Linked DNA regions of Macaca mulatta: region 2 is linked to region 1. The links are chromatin contacts, called in public Hi-C maps. All regions are on one chromosome and are shown on one strand. Each heading gives the region's core, a stretch centred on a gene start, on an enhancer-like site or on the middle of the called end of the contact. The rest is flanking DNA. Distances are from core to core; before and after follow the strand shown.

The links. Hi-C and Micro-C count contacts between places; a contact is called where the count stands out from the background.
Region 2: a Hi-C map of fetal cortical plate shows a contact between it and region 1, with 2.8 times the contacts expected there. The contact joins the promoter of TP53I11 here to the enhancer-like site in region 1. A contact is called at or near these places in 5 of 14 Hi-C or Micro-C datasets (cortical neurons, fetal cortex germinal zone, fetal cortical plate and 2 more).

The regions. Positions count from the first base shown.
Region 1 is chr14:20,491,498-20,498,323 of T2T-MMU8v2.0, forward strand. No RefSeq gene overlaps it. Among named protein-coding and RNA genes, the nearest start is that of PRDM11, 72 kb to the left of the region's middle. Within about 2 kb of position 4,149, at least 8 of the 40 cell types and tissues checked have an H3K27ac peak or open chromatin away from gene starts, as enhancers often do. A contact at or near this core is called in fetal cortical plate, where this site is marked.
Region 2 is chr14:20,644,640-20,651,465 of T2T-MMU8v2.0, forward strand. It overlaps TP53I11 (tumor protein p53 inducible protein 11), which reads left to right and starts at 2,512. Exons shown (of 8, transcript XR_013403943.1): 1 at 2,512-2,698.

The sequences.
Region 1 (6,826 bases), core at 2,899-5,398:
TCATGGGGTGCTATGGTCTGAATGTGTGCGCCCCAAATTCCCATATTGAAACCTAATCACCGATGTGATGGTATTAGGAGGTGGGGCATTGAGGAGGCATTAGGCCATGAGGACAGTTGACTGGGATTAGTGCCCTTGTGAACTAGGTCTGAGGGAGCCCTTTCATCCCTTCTACCCTGTGAAGATACAGCAAGAAGGTACCATCTGTACGTAAGAAAGTGGATCTTCACCAGACACCAAATCTGGGGCACCTTGATCTTCCCAGCTCCCAGAACCATAAGAAATACACATTTGCTCCTTGTAAACCACCTAGATTATGGTATTTTTGTTATAGCTGCCCAAGCAGACTAAGACATGCGGCCACTGGCCCCGTGATGGAAATGGGGTGGAATTACATGACCCCTGTCCAGGATGCAGGAAGAGGAGATGGTCCCAGGAGCTCCATGAAGGAAGGAGGCCTGGGAAACTGCTTGGACATCACAAGGCACCGAGGACCTAACTCTGAGTCCCCGGTCTGAATTAACCTCAGAGCTGGGATGATATTCCTATTGCTTTTCTAATGTGCCCCACCCTGTCCCTTCAGCCGTATTGGTGGTTCTGTGTCATCTGCAGGACTGAGGTTTCTGGGCAAGTTTTAGGACACCTTCCCCCCAAAACCTTCGCTCCTCTTTTCTGGGCTGTGTTTCTGCCATGACTCATCTTGGGGCTGAGGTCCCAGGTGGGAGATAGGTCATAGCTGGGTGGGGTCTGCAGTGTCTGTGCCTCAGTTTCCTCATCTGCAAAATGGAGAAGCTCTTGCTCATTCTGTAAGGTCAGTAGGAGGACCAGAGTCTTCACTCCATGGTCTCACTCGGCTATCACAGCAACCTTGAGCAGCAGGAAGGACACGTGTCCTCGTCCCCATTTTGCAGATGAGAAACCCGACCCCCATGGATGAGAAGCAGTTTGCCCCCTTCTATCCAGAGGAGCCTGAATTCAGACCCAGATCTGCCTGTCCAGCTCTGTGTCCTGTGCTGCCCTGCTGCCTTCTTCTGCCCTTACTCCTTCTGGCCAGCTGATGCCTGCTTTCTCGAGAGAAGCCCCTCTGGTGCCTCATCACCTGGAGGAGCCAGGTCTCCTGGGAACCAGTGGACAACATTTTGGTCTGGTGCTTTGCCGGGTGCAGTGGCCCTTGAGGGCTAGCCTGCCCACACCGCTCTGTTGCCTTGGACCTTGCTCAGCCTATCCTAGCCTGAGGTCTATGCCCAGGTGAAAAAGTCTAGGACACGGAATTAGATCATCTAGAGCAAGTTTTCGCCAAGCCTCAATCCCTCAGCTATAAAAAGTAAGTCAACTTACAGGGTCATTGCAAAATAAAGCACAGCTATATTTGAATGTGCTGGGTGACAGCAGGGATAACTATCGCCCTCAATGCATCCTTACTTGGTGCCAGGCCCTGAGCTAAGCCCCTATCTTACATGATTTCACTTAGTCTTCACCATTAAAGGTAGATTAGTGTTATTGCTTCCTTCCTTGTTGAGGTATAATTTATATATAATATATGTTATATATTATATATTAATATGTTATATATACTGTATGTATAGTATTATATATAATGTATATATTATACATATACAGTAAAGCACCCAAACCTTAAGTGTACAACTCAATGACTTTTTAAAACTGTGTGACCATCAAGACAGATTATTTCTGACACCGTCGAAGTCCCCCTCAAGCTCCCTCTGGGTCAATACCCTGCCAAAGGTTAACACTTAAGTTTGGGTTCTTTTTCCTGGTTTTACAGATGGTGAAACTGAGGCTCAGGGAGGAACTGTGAACTGCTCAAAGTCACAAAGCTGCAAAACAGTAGGGCCTACATTTTTCTGTCTCTACCAAAGTACATGGTGATCCACATAGGCTATACAAATTACTTCCTCTTCCTCTTTCCTCATCTCCCTCTCATCTTCCTCCTCTTCCTCCTCCAACTTTTCCTCCTTCACCAATCCACCCATTTAGTGTAGGTTCACATGTCTACCACTAGATGGCAACAAAGGACCAACTGCAGAGTCCAGGTTGGGCTCTAAGGCCGGAAGGAGGCCGGCCTGGCGGGGTGGTCAGGGTTTCTGGGCTTTGGGGAGGGATGCAGGGGAAAGCTGCTGGTGACCATCCTGAGTCCTGTCCAGTAGACATGGCAGAGGCAACTGTCGAGTGATGACCAGACAAGAGAATGAAAATGCAAGGCTAGGGCTCACGATTAGATGAGCACTGGGCTGGGAGTAATGATACTTGGGTTCTCTGTTACTCTCGTCACACTCTCTGAGTCAGCTTCCTGCCCACACAGTGAGTGGGCCTTCCCCCTCCAGGGTAAACAGTCCTGCCTGTCTCCCTGCATCTGCTCTTCTGTACATCAGGCCTGCTCTCCCTTCCTTGGTCGACCAGTTCACACTAATCAGCTTGGCAAGCCCAGCCCAATTGCTGCCATTCCCAGGAAGCCTTCCTTGCCTGCTCTGGCATTGAACTGATTACCTCGGCTGCCCCCGTGTGATGGGCCAGGCACCACTTTCTGTGGCCAGAGGCTTGCCTGGCATTTCCAGCATCCACCAGGGCGGCCAGCACAGGGCTTGGGCCCTGGGGTGTGCATTACAGGTCGTCTGGACCTAATGGACTGGGATGGTAGGGAAGGAGACTGTGGCACGGTGCGAGGGGGGCTGGACCTAATGGACTGGGATGGTAGGGAGGAAGGAGGCTATGGCACAGTGCGAGGGGGGCTGGACCTAATGGACTGGGATGGTAGGGAGGAAGGAGGCCGTGGCATGGTGCGAGGGGGGCTGGACCTAATGGACTGGGGTGACGGGGGAAGGAGGCTGTGGCACAGTGTGAGGGGGGCTTGCACAAGGACGTTGTTGCTCTTCTACTCCCTTCCTGGGAGTGGCTGGATCTCAGAGGGCAGTTTTGGGGCCCCAGCTGGGGTGCTTCCCCTCATGCTGGCCCCAGGGAGGGCTGCAAGGCTGGGTTATAGTCTTCCCTCATCGGTGTCCAGCTAGCATCTCCCCGGGAAAGCCAGCTTTGCAGAAACTAATACATGAAGAGCCTTTGGGGATCATTAAACACTCATTGGCCCAGGTCACACAGGCTTTCAGCAAAGAGGCTGTGACTCTGCTCAGCCTCTAGCTCTGAGTCCTGAACACCTTCCTCTTCGTCGTCTTTTTTTTTTTTTAGACAGAATATTGCTCTGTCACCCAGGCTGGAGTGCAGTAGCGCAATCTTGGCTCACTGCAGCTTCCATCTCCTGGGTTCAAGTGATTCTCCTGCCTCAGCCTCCTGAGTAACTGGGACTACAGGCGCACACCACCACGACCAGCTAATTTTTGTATTTTTAGTAGAGACAGGGTTCCACCATGTTGGCCAGGATGGTCTCGATCTCCTGACCTCATGATCTGCTTACCTCAGCCTCGCAAAGTGTTGGGATTACAGGTGTGAGCCACCGTGCCCAGCTGGATACCTTCTTTTGACACTTGAAGGAGACCTCCCAGGTCTAAGGACTGGGCACGTCTCTGCTGTGCAGCCTGACAGCCTGACAGCACCCCCTTACTAGCTGGAAGTTCTCCGTAGCTCCCTCCTCTGATGGAACAGACACAATTCTCAGCCCAGTAAGGTGATTGGGGTGCAAGAAGTGTGGGGAAAGGGAGAAGCTGCTTTCCCTGGCTAAAGTCCTATTAATCCCTGCCCTCCGCCCCCCACCCTCCAACACACACACACACACAAAGTCACAACACTTGTCCCTCTGTTGGAAGACTCTGGAGTTGGTTAAGAATCCAATATTTGGATTAGATATCCCTGGACAAAGATTCCATCTCTGCTACTTATTATCTCCATGACCTTGGGCAAATATTTAAACTTGGAAAGTTTCTTCTCTGAGAAGTGGGACTAACCCAGTTCCTACCTCAGCTGGTTATTGTACACATCCGATGAGAGAAAATGTGCAAAATATATAGCACAGGCCTGGCCCATAATAAATGTTCAATAAAAGGCAGCTTCTGTTGTGGCTTATGAGCTCAGTCCCAGTGAGAAGCCTCAGTTCCATAAAGAGAGGAACTGCCCGGTTGAGGGTGGGAAGTTCTTGATTGGCTGATAGATATGCAAATAACCTCTGTGATGTCAGCATACCATGGACCTATGGAGGAGAGGGCTGCTGCTTAGGGTGATCTCACCAGCCAATCAGCAGCAGCAGATGATGATGATGAGAACCAGTGGGTGGGTGTGGCTTGAGAAGGGGAGGGAGGAAAGAAGAGAGAGACAGACAGAAGGACTGGGAGTTCAGGGCTGCCAATCAGGACATCTGGGCTCCTAGCCTGACTCTGAAAATGAAGAGTCATTTGGGTAGGCTGTGAAAGGCTGAGCATGAGTTTCTTCACCTATGACATAGGGTGGCCCCTCTGCCTATTTTTTTCTCATGAGGTGAGTGTGAGGATCACCCTGTCACTCAGATGGATAGGACAAGGTTCTGAAAGGTACAAGGAGGTCTCAGTCACTCGGATTTTAGGGACAATTAGCGAATCAGTATGGCTGAGGGATTGCTCTTAATTACTCAAACTTTCAAATTTCATTTTAGCCTTGGATGGAAATATTTTTAGAAATGTGATAGAGTTCTCGACTTTATTAAATAGTGTAATTAATGTAGGATGTGTTGATGCATTCAGAATCTGCCAAATGATGCCGTTTTATGATGCTTTAAAAAAATAAAAAATCTTTGGTTTCCTGATGTTAGCTAGCATCCCTCACTGCTATCACTGCACCTGCCTCTCAATTCTTCTCCCATCCCATAAAACTTTCTACTTCTAATCCACTGTGAATTTGAGAGTCAGACCCACAACTCTGTCAGAACAGTGGGTGAATTAAGAGTAACTGGGTCCCGAGACAGAGCCTGAAGAGCTCACAAGTAAAGTGCATGAGCTTTAGAATTTGCAGTGTAAGCTAGAAAGAATGCATAAGACCTACTGTTTGATAGCACAACAGGGTGACTACAGTCAATAATAACTTAATTGTACAGTTTAAAATAATGAAAACAGTGTAATTGGATTGTTTGTAACACAAAGGATAAATGCTTGAGGGGATGGATACCCCAGTCTCCATGATGTGATTATGGCACATTACATGCCTGTATCAGAACATCTCATGTGCTCCATACATATACACACCTGTTACGTAGCCACAGAAATTAAAAATAAAAAAAGTGAAAAAAAAAAGGCAGTGTAAGGCAGGTGCTTCCTCACTCCTGGTTTTGGCTGTGAATCCAGGAGATGTGGGGCCAGAGCCTGTGATTTATTTATTTATTTTTATTTTTATGTTTTTGAGATGGCGTCTCGCTCTGTAACCTAGGCTGGAATACAGTGGCACGATCTTGGCTCACTGCAACCTCCGCCTCCTGGGTTCAAGCAATTCTCCTGCCTCAGCCTCCCAAGTAGCCGGGACTACAGGCACACATCGCCACACCTGACTAATTTTCTGTATTTTTAGTAGAGACGGGGTTTCACCATGTTGCCCAGGCTGCTCTCGAACTCCTGAGCTCAGCCAATCTGCCTACCTCGACCTCCCAAAGTGCTAGGATTACAGGCGTGAGCCACCACACCCAGCCCAGAACCTGTGATCTTAATTTCAAGGCCATCAGGTGTTGTGTGCCATTCCTGCTGCTCCGCTGCCCCTGCCCCAGTCTAGCCTTGCCTCCCTCCCTCAGCTGGCTTCCTGCAGGAACCCTCTGGCTGGACATCCCTCCTGCCAATGATCCCTCTCCAGTCCACCTCCATACACTATCAGCCATTTTCCAGAATCTGATTACCTTGTTTTGATGCTTGAAACACTTTGTTGCCTCTTTAGAGCTGCAAAATCCAGCTCAAACTCCCTCGCTTAGTGCAACACTCCCCAAGAGCCCACTCTTGGGGGTCTTCTAGCCTCACCTTCACCCACCCTGCTGTTCCCACATCTTCTGTGTGACCTTTCCCGCACTCACTGTGGAGCACTACATTCTCAGGCTTCACAGTGCTGTTCTTTCCGACCTCCCCCAACTTCCTCACCCGGGTGTCACCCCTTCCAGGAATTCTCCATTGCCCCTTTCTAGACTTAATTGAATTGTTCCCCACCACCACCCCATAGTCATGGTAGTGGCTAAAATCATGGATCCTGGGACCTGACCACATGGATGCAAATCCCAGCTCTGCCTCCTCATAGCTGTGTGAGCCGGGGCAGATCACCTGGCCTGGTTTCCCTCCTGTAAAGTGGAACTAGCATTAGTAGCAACCTCATTGACCTCATTTGTGTCAAGCTCTATCTCGTAATGACTGGTTTCCAGTCTCCCCAACTAACCCCAAGCTTTTTGAGGGCAAGCACAGTCTCCATTCATTTGTGCTCTTCCTTCCCTGGTGTCTGGTGCAGAGTCAGGCATACATCCCCTGCTCAATGATGGCCAAATGCAGGAATGAATGTCAAGGCCAAAACTGGCTGGAGGGTCCTTTCTTAGCACGCAGGAGCACCCAGCACTGTGTGAGTTTTCCTTGCATGTCAGTCCTCTTTCTGGCCCCAGATGATAAGTCCCTGGGGATGAGGGGAGCGAGGACATCCCTTCCATCAGCTGTGATGCTAGTCACTGGGCCTGATACTCTGAGGCCTGGGTGGGCCCCCTGAAGGTGCCGCTAGGGCACTGTCCATGGTGCTGAAGAACTCTGTCAAGTGATTAATTCCTCCTCCTGAGATGGAACTTGGGAAGTGAAGGGATTTGCTTCAGGGCAGACAGGAATGGATTTTTCATCTCCAATCCCAGCAGGCACATTTTGTTCTGACATTTCTTTGG
Region 2 (6,826 bases), core at 1,262-3,761, 150 kb after region 1:
GAGGAAGACAATAAGAGCCTCTAATGGGTGCTTTCGGGAGAGTGGATGCAGGGGGTTATGGATAGAGCCAGCTGCTTCTCCCCTGGCCCCCCTCCAAGCACTTTGCCTGTTATCTTGAGCGTTTACTGTTGCTGCTGTTGACTATCTGTGCAGTCATCTACAAGGGGGCTGTGAACTCTCCAAGGACAGGGACACTGTCCTGTTCACCCCTGGGGCCCCAGGACATAACACCTTGCCTGGTATATGGGTCAGGCACAGTCAGGATGGCCTCCTTCACAAAGGATGGTGGGGCAGCCTCGACCCAGCCTGAGCTCCCAGCCTCCCCAGCTTCCCCGTTGATAAGCTTGGGAGACTGAGAGAATACAGACACCCAGAGGGCAAAGGTTATCCACTCCAAATACCACTTAAGGTGGGAATTCTTCCTCTGGTGTCCTCATCAACCCTTCCCTGGATTCTGCTTGCATGCTGCTGGTGACAGGGCACTCATTCATGACAACTAAGGCAGCCTCTTCCATGTCGGAGAACTTGGAGTGATTGTGACAAAGGCCCCCCTACTGATGTACGATCAGGCTGGCTGGGATTACAAGCACAGACTCTGCTGCTAGTCTCTAGGGTTACACCAAGCAGAGCACAGGCAGGTGTCCCCAAGTCTGGGAGGACACCACACATGAATGATGCTGGGGGCCCTCCCTTCAGCAACCCAGAGCCCTGAGTGCCGGAAAGGCAGAAGAGGGAGTGACAAATGAATTTATCAACCCAGCTTGGCCCAGCTCTGTAAAAGCAGTGAGGTGAGACTGAGTTGTTGCAGAAATTACTATAGAGCATTGAGTCAGATGGCTCCATCCAACACACCTTAAAAATAATACTCATCTAGAGTCACATACTTTGATTGATTGATTCATTCATTCATTATTGGCTATCATTGTCCAGGTGTTTGGCTGGGGGCAGTGTCAGTGGCACTGGGGCATCCGAGTTTATCTACCTTAGTAATCAGAACAGCTTATAGTCACTGAGCACTTACTATGAACAAAGGACTGTTCTGTTTACTTCCTTGCCAAGGGCACAGACTCTCCTGCCCAATCCCAGCTCTGGTGAGGACAGTGGGAGCCTGCATGGCACAGAGTCCATGCTCAATAAACATGAGCAGCTGCTATTAACTCTAAATCTCTACAGCAACCATAGCCGGTTCCTACTATTGGTTCCTACTATTGGTTACTATTGGTGACTTATTTTGTCCAAGGCCGCAGAGGGACTAAAAGGCAGAGCCAAGATTTGAACCTAGGTGATCTGGTAACCCTTAAGGAACTGGTGCAGACAGAATTGAGACCTGGAGTCAGAATGCCCACCTAGCTAGATGCCTGGGGCAGCCACTCACCTCTTTCTCTCTTAATTACTTGTGGAATGGAGCACGTCATCAGCCTTGCCTTCCTTTTCCCGCAGCCCCCCACCCCGGTTCCTGGCCCACTGTGACCATCAGACCAGATGAAAGAGATCCAGGCATTTCTCTAAGGAGAGCATAGGGTGGTGGGGGTTAGGGTGGAAGACAGCACATTATTTTCCCACCATAAGGGGTGGAAGGAGCCCAGAATTTGAGGGTGGGGCCTTGTCTGTAGGAACCTGGTTCTTTTAGGCTGACAGGCCACCAGACAGCCTCCATGACCCCCAACCCTCATCCTCATCCCAGGCCCCCATAGGATGTATAGAGACAAAAGGTTTGACAACTGTGGCCCCAACAAGCGTCCTAGAGCCCCAGATAAGATCCTAGTCCCCTGACAGTGCAATTGACAGCAGCATCGTCAAGCTGGATTTTAGGGTGGAGTATGAAGACGGTGGCGGTAGTGACGGAGGGGTCATGTTATTTGGCCAAGTCACACCAAGCAGGGAGAGAGAAGGGTGGGCCTAAGCTGGAAGCCTGAAGGCTGAGTGAACTCAAACTTCAACGACCACCGCCAGTAAAATGGGACTAAGCACAGCGCCCTTATGGGTTGCTGTGAAAATCAAATGAGTTAATACTTGTAACTCCTTTAGCATATGGTGCCTGGCATCAGAGAGTGCGCAGCAAACGGTGACTATTGTCGTGACTGTGTTATTACACACTTGGGTATCACCGCCAGCCAAAGCAGTACCTTCCATTTCAGACACCGACCTGGGCCCGGGAGACATCGCAAGGCTATTTAAGATGGTGTGGTTTGCCCATCTACGTTGATCGTCCCAAGAAAGGGGCACCGTCTGCAGAACTTGCCAGGAAAGTCTTCCTGGGCGGCGCGGGCAACGCCAGGGTCTCCCCGCGCTACTTCCTCCCCCGGCGCCTTCTCTTGGGCGCGCGTGCGCCCCCTGCAGGCGGCCCCCGGGAGAGCCTCGCGGGGGAGCCGGGAGCCCGGTTTCCCCGCCAACCCCCATCCCACCAGCCCCGGCGGCCACCCTGGGGGCGAGGCAGCCCGGCGCGTGGGAGGGGACGGCGCGCCATTGGCTTGTGCGCGGAACCGAGAGGAGGGACCAGCGCGGGCCGCCAGACTCGGTAAGCCCCGGCCGCGCAGGGCGCCGCGCGCAGTCCAGCCGGCCCTGCCCTGCCCTGCCCTGCCTTGCCCTGCCCTGCGCTGCCCGGCCCCGCGCGGGCGGCGCGATGTGAGGCGCCCAAGCCCGGAGCCTCCGCCTGACACCAGCTCCACGCAGCCTGGCGCCGGCACGCGCGAGGCCCGTAAGTTCTGCTCCCCGCCGCCGCCGCTTCCGAGCCGCGGACTTTCCCCGCCCGCCGCCTGCCGCCCCCCGTCCGCCGCCTGCGCAGCGCAACCCAGCGGGGCTCCTGCGGCCGCCGGGACCGCAGGGGGGCGGCCGGGACCCTGCGCGCGCTAGCCAGGCGCCCCGGGACATCTCGGCATCCGCTGAGCCCGCTGGGACCCCAGGGGGTCGCCTCCCCGACTCCCCAAGGCGCCGTCTCGCAGCCCTTTCCGTCTCCCCTGCGCGCTCTCCCCTTGCCGCCCCTCCGTCTGACTCGGTTTCCCCTCTCCCCCGGCTCCGCGGTCGCCCTCCTCCTGGACTGCTTATTTCGTCCTCGGCCTCTGCCTCTCGGGCTCGAGCTTTCTGCTTCGGTGCAGGAGAGAAACCGAGCGAAAGCAGTTTCTGTCTCCCTACGGTCTGACTCGGTCCCCGCGCTCGGTTCTCTGTCCCCTCCCCCTCCCGCCATTGTTCCCGGCCGGAGGAGTGCGCGGCGCAAACTTGCGAGTTCCCCCCGTCTTTGCCCCCGCAGGGCCGCGGACGGAGGTGGTGGCGGAGTTCCCGCTGCCCACAAGTCTGGCCTGACCTTCTGGGGCGGGGGCCTGGGGGCAGGGGCCCTGGGCCGGAGGACCTGGGGCCGCCTAACGACTCGGAGCTCCCCGCCGGGGGACACCGGCGCTCGGCCCGGGTCTCAGAAAGTGGGTGAGTGTCTGGAGCGGGGACATGAGGGACAGATTGGAGGGGGAGGGGCGAGGCTGGGAGAGTCCCCAGTCCCCAGGCTGGAAAGGGGCGGGCAGAAATCCAGGCCGCGCCTGAGCCCAGTTAGGGGGTGGGTAGGGGACGCACAGGTGGAGACGCCCCCCACCCTCCCCCAAGTCGCGCGATCTGCAGGAAGGGGGCAGTGTGGGGCTACTGGCCGGACGCTGGGTGGGCTAGGGCCCCTGCCGTGGGCAGAGCACTCGCACCTACCCGGTGGAGGCTGTGTGGAGGAAAGGCCAGAACGCCGCGCCCACCCCGGCGCGCCCTACTGGGCGGGGCGGGGCGGGGCGGGGCGCTCGCCTTGGGTCCCCTCGCTCTGAGCTCCTTCGCCCTGACCCAGTCGCGGGCTTCCGCCTCCTCCTGGAGCTCGGGGGCAGTGGGTTTCTCCTCCGGAGCGATGGAGGCTGGGGCAGGAGTAGCGCAGAGGCCGAGAACCCCGAGGCTCCTCCAAAGCCCAGAGCGGCTGGCCAAGGCCCCCTCACCACCCTACTATCCCTCACTTCCTGGTTGGTTTCTTTCAAACAAACTTCTTGACGGGGCGGGCCTGCGAGGAGAAGTCACCGGGGCTGCCCACCCCAACTATGTGGTCCCTTGAACCTCCATCCCCGATGGCCTGTGGAGAGGGGACCAGGACCTGCGGCCGGCAGATCCCAGGGATGCGGGGGTCGTTTTGTTGCAGAGCCAGGAGGGGGCACTGTCCGCCCTTTAGCCTCAATCCCAGACTTCAAGAAAGGAGAGAAAAGATTTTTCTTGTTGGGTTGTTAGGAAATAAGACTATTCTCTAGGCTTCTGTTGTCCCATCTGTAAAATGGGTCGTCTTGTTCCTGAGGCCCCCACTGTTCCACGATCCCAGGAGGCCTCTGCCCTGGCCGCTTCTTTCCCAGTTACACGTCGTCAACTTCCTCCGTGCTTCCAAATTTGGAGTGGAGGACTAAGGCCCAAAGCCCCTTCACCCATGTCCAGCTGTCATGACCTGCCGGTTCTAGGACTGCGACCTGCTTTCTGCACAGCTCTGCCTCCAGGCCCCCTGTGCCTTCTCCAGCTCACACCCAGCCTCCCAAGTTCTTTAGATAGCCCCACCTCTGTGGGAAGAAGGGCCTGCCCCTCTAGGGGTATGGCAGAGGAGTGGGCTGGAGTTAACAGGAATGTCCCATAGTGACACAGTTTGGGGCTGTCCTTTACTTTTGCTTATCGAACAAAATGTTTGTGAGCATTACACCAAAAATGGCATATGGAGAAAAGTGCCAGGGACAGTTTCAGGCACTGGGGAGATAGCTGTGGAAAAAATAAAAATTTTTGTCCTCATGGAGCTAATGCTTAAAAGCAGGGGGCAGGAAGAGGCAATTAGCTAACAAAAAACAATAAGCAAATTATATAGTGTACTGAGAGGTGAAGGGGAAAAGTTGTGTTGGGGGTACTGAGGCCAGGGACTGGGTTGTCATTTTAAACAGGGTGTCAGGGAGGCCTCCCTGAGGAGGTAACTTTTGAGCTAAAGCCTTGAGGGAGATGAGGGAGTGAGCTGTGTAGACAGCTAGAGGACAGCCCGTGCAAAGGCCCTGAGGCTGGAATGTGTGTGCCCTGCAGCTGCAGGGGAGTGAGGGGCTGAGGAAGAGATAGGAGGCAAGGCTGACTGAGAAGGGATGAATTCCTCCCATTTCACAGGTGAGGGAAGTGAGGCTCAGACAGTATATCAGTCACCCCAGGACACACACAGGCCAGGAGTGGCAGCTGCAGGGCGGAGTGCCTGATGTTCTGACTCCTGGCCCACGATACCTCCCCGGCACCCTGTGTCTCACTGTTTATCCTGCTACACTGGTGGGACCCCTCCCAGGGCCAGTGCAGCATCATCCTCCTGCCCCAAAGTGACCCTTGCTCTCTCTCATCCCACTTCCTTCTTATGACCACTCCCTTCTGAACACCCCACTCTGACCGGGCACATGATCCCTAAAAGGGGACCTGCTGTGAGGCACATTTGGTCAAGGGGGCAACTGAGGCAAGGAATAGAATCTTCTAATCTAAAAATAATGAGCAGCATTATTATTGAACATTAACTACAAAACAGGCGCTGTTCTGGATATTTTTGTGCGTCTTCTCACTGGTGAGAGGTTGGTGTCATTATTACACCCATTTAACAGATGAAGAAACTGAGGCCCAGGGAGGCAGAGTCACTGGCCCAAAGGCATACAGCTCATAAGTGGTAGAGCCAGGATGAAGCACAAGTCTTTTAAGTCATGAGCTAGTCCTTTAACCACTGTCAGCACCCCAGGATTGGGGAGACACTCAGTCCTGGACTGTGGTTGTGGCCCATCTTATCCTGGGAAAAGGGCAGGGACCCTTCCACCTGCCTCCCCCAGCCTACCGAGAAGACAGATCACCACTTGCTTTTGAAGAAATGGGCTCAACCTGGTGGAGGATCCCTTTGAGGAAGCTCCTCTCCTTTCCTCTCCCAACCTCTTCTCCTCCCCTCTAAGTTCCTGAACAGCCACGGGGCGGGGGAGGGGCATGGGGAGAGTTGGGGCCGGGAGGAGAGGTAGGTGCCTGCTGCATTCTCACCAGACCCCTAGCCCCATAGGATCTGGAAGTCAGGCTGTCCTGATGACGACACTAGCTGCCCTAAGGGCCCTGACATGGTCACGGGCCAAGGGACAGGCGGGCCTATTCTCTGAGTGAAAAGGACAGGAATGCTTTGTGTTCTGCCCATGTGAATGACCGTTGAGACAGGAAGAACCTCCCAGTGATTTCTGAGCGGTGATGGAGGCCATCAGAGGGCCTGATCCCCTTGCCCACAGCAGTAGATTCAGACCCTCCAGGGGAGGACCCCAGGGATGCCTCCTTCTTGCCACCTGCTCTGCCCTGACCTTTCACCCTCTTCGGCACAGTAGGGAATGTTCCTATTTGTCCCTAAAGCTTTGGAAATGTTTCTGATGAAAGGTTGGGCTTTCCTCTGCCTTTCTGGAAACTGGGCCCCTTCAAACACAAAGAGTAGGAAGATAGGACCTGTGTGCCGGTCCAGGCTGAGGGGTGGCGGGACTTGGGGGTGGGGCAGCTTGAGCTGGGGCCCAGCAGGGGCCTGGAGTGTGGCTGCTGTGAGGCAGGGCTGGGAGGGACCCTAGAGACCACAGTCTCATTTTCTTAGACAAAGAAACTGAGCCCCAAAGACAGGGTCTGGCTTACCAGTGATGGCAGAATCTGCCTGTGACCTCAGCTGTCCTCTGGGCCCAGTGACTCAGGACACACTGCCACCTTCCAGCTCCAGGACAAACCCTCTACTACCAGATCCCAGGGCGCATGTTCCTGGAGGTTCTTGGAAATGGGGCGTGGAACCTTTCTCAACTGCAGAGCCGTGTCATGG